Regions from separate parts of the Mus musculus genome. Here region 1 is linked to region 2. The links are chromatin contacts, called in public promoter capture Hi-C maps. All regions are on one chromosome and are shown on one strand. The core of a region is the stretch at or near the end of the contact, and the rest is flanking DNA. Distances in the headings are between cores, read along the strand shown.

Evidence for each region. Promoter capture Hi-C pulls out the DNA fragments that hold promoters and counts their contacts.
Region 1: a contact with region 2 is called in a promoter capture Hi-C map of liver, with 2.0 times the contacts expected there. The contact joins the enhancer-like site here to the promoter of Bcl9 in region 2. A contact is called at or near these places in 5 of 39 promoter capture datasets (cranial neural crest, hippocampal neurons, liver and 1 more), 1 of 15 datasets of contacts at CTCF or cohesin (CD8 T cells), 4 of 484 Hi-C or Micro-C datasets (Th1 cells, cerebral cortex, muscle stem cells and 1 more), 11 of 115 datasets of contacts at active chromatin or transcription factors (CD8 T cells, the SCID.adh cell line, T-cell acute lymphoblastic leukemia and 7 more) and 4 of 9 other capture datasets (adipose tissue, embryonic stem cells, liver and 1 more).

What each region holds. Positions count from the first base shown.
Region 1 is chr3:97,273,831-97,276,530 of GRCm38.p6, reverse strand. It overlaps a transcript of Bcl9 not described here. Among named protein-coding and RNA genes, the nearest start is that of Bcl9, 48 kb to the right of the region's middle. Within about 2 kb of position 1,425, at least 48 of the 459 cell types and tissues checked have an H3K27ac peak or open chromatin away from gene starts, as enhancers often do. A contact at or near this core is called in CD8 T cells, T-cell acute lymphoblastic leukemia, double positive thymocytes and 2 more, where this site is marked.
Region 2 is chr3:97,225,994-97,228,693 of GRCm38.p6, reverse strand. It overlaps Bcl9 (B cell CLL/lymphoma 9), which reads left to right and starts at 1,330. Exons shown (of 10, transcript NM_029933.4): 1 at 1,330-1,476.

The sequences.
Region 1 (2,700 bases), core at 176-2,675, 48 kb before region 2:
ATTCTGTCTCCATGCCCAGGAAGCTGCATTTAGGAAGAGTGTAAGACATGCACACAGACAACTGTGACACCAGGAAGACTCCAACAAATGCTTTGAACAGGTTCAGGTAAAAATCCTTCCGGAGGTCCACATGGGATCAAGCAAGAGCAGAGAAAGCATCCAGGAGAGAAGGTGTCACTGACTCCAGGGAATGACAGCCTCGGAGGCCGATAGCTGTAATTGGAGGAAGTGTCAGTGCAGAGCTAGAAAACAGCACAAGGACAAACAAGCCATGCTCAGGAAGCTGGAGTCACTACAGGATGAATGTCAGTAAGTGCAGAGAGAAGTGGACGGACTGATTTGGGGATCTATTCGTTCAGGCTTCTCGGTCGCAGGGTTAGAGAGGTGCAGTTTGGTTTCCTGGGTGCTGGAGAGCTATTGAAAGTTCTTGAGCAGGAGATACAACTCAAGCAACCCTTTCTTTATTCAAGGGCTGGAATCAGGCTGCTGGCTGTACAAAGGAAAGGTTGCACTTCAGTCCATAAACATTGTTGAGGCATTCATGAGATCCAGCAACAGGCTGCAGTGGGGGAGGGGGAGGGCGGGGAGGAGGGGAGACAGGCAGGTAACTGGCAGCCTGGTGATACTCTTAGAATCTGGCTGAGCGAGCGCTTGTGCACATGCGTGAGTCTGGGCAGGGGGTGGCTGGATTAAGAATAATCTTTTTAAAAGGCAGAGTCAATCTCGTTGTTCTCCTACTTAATGTCCAAATGGCCCTCACTGCATTTAGAACAAAATCCAAACTCCTGCCCATGGCCCAGCATAAACCCAACATAACCTGGCCTGCCTTGGCTCTCACCTCACCTTTTAACCCTTTGTGTTCCAACTTCAGCTGTTTAAACCCTTTCAGCCCCTCAAATGCACGAAGTTCATTTCTGCCTCTGGGCCGTTGTGTGTCTCATACTCTCTATCCATAACATTCTGCCCTCGGAGGTCCCCACTGTCACCTCAGAGGCCTTTCCCAAAGCATCATGTGGTGTCACGTCCATCGCTTACAGAACACTCTACCACATGGTTTCCCTTTCTATTCTTCTTCTCAGCATCACCGTGTGTAATCTGTAGTAGGTCAGCGTTTCAGAGCAGTAACTGCTCTTCCAGAGGACTTGGGTTCAATCCCCAGCACCCACAGGGCAGCTCACAACTATCTGTAACTCCAATCTTAAAGAGATTTCACACTCTTTCTGGCTTCCAGAGACAATGAGTGCACATGATGGACAAACATGCAGGCAATACATTCATACACATGAAATAAAAATCAATCTAAAAACACAAACCAAAACCAAACGACAGCAACAGCGGGGGAAGAAAAACACCTAGCATAGCATATTCCAGGTTCGTGATAGTTAATCAATAACTGAGTGAGAGGGAGCTGTCTGTCAGAGAGTCTGGCTTTGTGTATGGACGCACGTAATACTCAGGTAAACTAGGCAAAAAGTACTCTGGAAGGAGGCCGGTGGGGGCTGGGGGACAAAGTCTGACATCATTGCACGGAGAGATGAAAAGTCAGGGAAAGCTGCCCCACCTGCCCGTCCCTGATCTATCAGCTCCACCTGCCTGGTCCTTGATCCCATCTGCAGCTGTTTAAAGCCGGACCGACCTTCATCCACTTTCACCTTCCACGCCCAAGCAAAAGCCCCTTGTCTTACAGGGATCTTTTCCATACTACTTTCTCTGAAAGTAGCTTCTGCAGGGCCTATTTTAAAATCCACAAGAAACTGCAGTGCCTAAAATGGTGTAAAATATTAATAACTACCACTCATATGCACTATGCCCCAGGGTCCACAGTGTCTCTCCATTAATGTATCCCATCGCAATCTAAGATTGGAAGAAAGCGAGCCCCTGGTTTTGCAGAAGAGGAAACCGAGACTCGGTTGTTTGAAGAGTGTCAGGTCTGCTGCTCAGGTTTAGCCTGAGTGTCCCCAGAGTGTGTGCTCCTGGGGTGAGGGACAGACTCTTCTTTTTGGTGGGACTGTGACTTTTGGAAACAGCCAGAAGCTCTGGAACACAATCTGGCTCTGTGATCTCAAAGGGGGTCCTGGCTCAACAGCCAGACAAAGAACGCAGGGGGTGTTGTGAAGAGCCACCGTAGTGAGGGCTTAATTTTTCCCTCCCTACCTCCTCTCATAAGAGACAAAGCCATTTCTTGATTTCTTCGGGTTTTCAGTTATCTGTCAGAAAGCTCCCAATCCCGTGCCTCTCCTCGTGTTTCCTAGGCTTATATTTAAGCCTATTTTATCATGTGTTGCCATTTCCACGGTGAAGGGCTGCGGGGGCTGGAGCTGAGGTAGGGTGCTCACCTTGTCTGTGAGAGGAACTGGAGGAAAATGAAGTCTAGAGCTTGGTTCAAAACATTGCTTCCCCACTCTTTGAAGTCTGTAGCCTTAGGCAAATATCTGAGTCTAGATTTCCTCATTGTAAAATGAGAAACTGTTACTCGGGTTCCCACATCACAGAGCCCTGCTGATGCTCAAACCACACCCCCATAAAAGACCTCTGCAGAGCATAAAGTTATACATAGTTGCGAAGAACCTATTATCACTGTCTTCATCACAAAATGTGAGTGTCCTGTTGAGAAGACCTAAAACAGTCCTTGTGCCCCGTTTGGAATTGCCTAAATCAACCCATGCTTCTGTCCTCTCCTAGAAACAGTTCTCAGTCCTT
Region 2 (2,700 bases), core at 81-2,580:
AGTTGCAGGAGAATCCTTAAGATCAACTCCGCAAAGTACAAACTCGAAGATTAGTAGGGTTTTGTGGGGAGGGCAGACAGTAACGATGGCTGGTCAAGGCAGTAACACGGCCCCACAAAATAAGGATAACAGGAATCTGAGCAAGGCGCATTAACCAAGATGTGAAAAAGTGCTACCTAATGAGCTAACATCTAACTTCACAGGGGTAGTGCTGAACGCGTCGCCCTCGAATTCTCAACATCAAAGCTCTTCCAAAAAATAAAATTAAGTGAGTGATACTGTGGTTGGGAGAAGACCTGGAGGCCGGGGCAGAAGGTGCTCTCTGGAAACCATAGGTAGTGCTGGCCAGGCAGGGCGGGGCGGGGCAGGGCCCGAGGTGAAGGAGACCTTGCTCTAGCCACAGCGCCAGCAGGACCCCAGAGAGTCTGTTCTGGGAAGAGGGAGAAGAGTGCAAGCCGAGGGGACCAGCTTTCCAGAGGGAAGAAAGCCCTCACGGGCAAAGGTAGAGTGGACACCTAGGGGCGGATGGGTGGGCTGGGGGAAGCAAGGCGGAATCGCAGTGGAGAGGTGCGAGGAGGTGGCATGAAGACTGAAGACTAGGCCCGACCCTGAACGGCGGGCGAGTGAAGGAAGATCGGTTCCTTCTGCAGCTCCCAGTTAGTTTCTGTCAAAGATGGCTAAATTCCACTCTGCCCTTCCCCCTCCCGCGCCTTTTCTAATCCCCTTCGGTGGCTCCAGTACTGCTGGAGGCCATGGGGAGTCTGGGTGAATGAGCGCCGGGAGGAGGGTGAGGAAGGAAGAGAACCTCCCCGCCGCACCACCCGCCCCGTGGGTCCTGCAGGAGGATCTTTTAGTTGAAAAAGAGGGTTCTGTGGCTTTAAACCGGGGAGTGGGCGTCACCGCGGGGGGACCCGGTGACTAGCCGGGGCGGGGTTGGATGGGAGGGGTCATGCAAAGCAGAAGGCGGTGCCGTCGGGGCGGGGCCGTGGGTGGGCGGGGCGCGGGCGGCTTCTCTTGAGCCAGGCGCGGGAGGGGGCGGAGGCCGCGGCGGGCTGGTACCATCGATCGCCTTCGGGGAGGGGGACGGGTGCCATTCCCCCGGAGGGGGCGGGCCCTGGCGGCGGCGGGGCCAGGGCCCCATTCCCCGCCGGGCGGGCCGGGGGAGGGGCGCGCCTCCGCTCGCGTCCGAGGCGGGGCCCGCGGTACCTTTCGTGGCACGGTGCGGCTGGGGGAGGGTCGAGGGGAGGGGGAAGGGGCGGGCCTGGGAGGGGGAGCCGGAAAGGGGGAGGCACCGGCGGACAATGGAGCCTATGTGTGCCTGCGGGAGTGGGACGGCGCCGCCGCCGCCGCTGCCGCCGCCGGGGGGAGACGCTGCGCTGCTGCTGCCGCTGGTCCGGGCCCCGGCCCCCCGGGGCTGAGAGCAGCCGGGGACCGCAGCTCCCGCCCGCGCTCGCCCCTCCCCCTCTCCGGCCCGGGGTAAGTGGCCCCGGGGAGGGGGAGGGGCGGGCCGGCGCGGCGGGGGCCGGGTCCGCGTGCGCGTGTGGCCGGGGGGCCTCCGGGGGTCGGGGCGCTGGCTTGGCGAGTTGAGTCTGGAGGAACCTGTTGGGGGAGGCGGGGGAGCCTCGGGAGCTATGGGAGAGACCGGGGCATCTCTCGGGGTTTTAGAGGTTGTGTCCCAAAGCTGTGCTTGGAGAGGTTACCTGAGGGGAGATGACCGTCTCGGGGTCTTGGGATGGAGGGGCGATGGAGAGGAAAGAGCGCGCGAAATTAGGAATTTCGGGTTGAGTTTGTAAGACCCGGGAGATGCGTAGAGGGGAGAAAGGGGACTCCGCAGGCCAGTGACTTGTTGAAGGGTTGGGGGAGGTGAAAGCCTAGAGGAATGTCTTGAGTTGTAAAGGGTTCCAGCAGGTGAGTTGGCGACGAATGAGTTAGGTCACTGAGTCATTGTGAGGGTCGTAGAACACACCAGTGGTTTTCAAATTGGAACCCTAGAGGCTGGCTGGCCTTTGAAAGTTGCAAAGACTATTAAGATGTCACTGGTAAGTGTTGGGTGAGCTTGGTGAAATGGAGTTATCCTAAGGAAAACAAGTCGCAGAGTTGGTGGTTAGTCCAGAGGGAAGGACCACGGCCTGTAGTAGTACTGCTGGGAACGTTATGTTAAAGCTGCCAAGGATGAGAAAGAAAGCTTGAAATCTGTCCCCCAAGAGCCTTAGTCTGCTGGAGGTAAGGAAGGGCGTTTTTTTAAATGTTAAAAGAGTTATTCTGAGGCCAAGATTGGAGTCAAAGTCATTAGGTAGGGTAGTGAAATGGATGCAAATATGCCTCTGTGGACATAATCCAAGGCAGGATGCAGTGGATACAGAGTTACACTTTAGTTAAAGCAAGAACAAGTCACCCCCTGACAGTGACGTCAGCGGCCATGTAAAAAGTCAATTTGATGGTGCATTTGTTAGCGTTTGATAAACTGTGGAATTAAATGGTTATTTTGGCGACAGAGACCTGGGCTCTTGTGTAGGGAACACAGTGATGAATTAGTTACAGGAGGTGAGGAGTAGGTAGTGAAATAGTCAAGATGTTGGGAGGTAAGACTTGTTTAGAACCTGTGACTTGGAGGCTTTTAAGTCTGGTTGGTTTGAAAGTTTTTGACTGGACACTAGTCACCAGGGAGTTTATCATGAAGAAGTGTTTGTGTGCAAATCT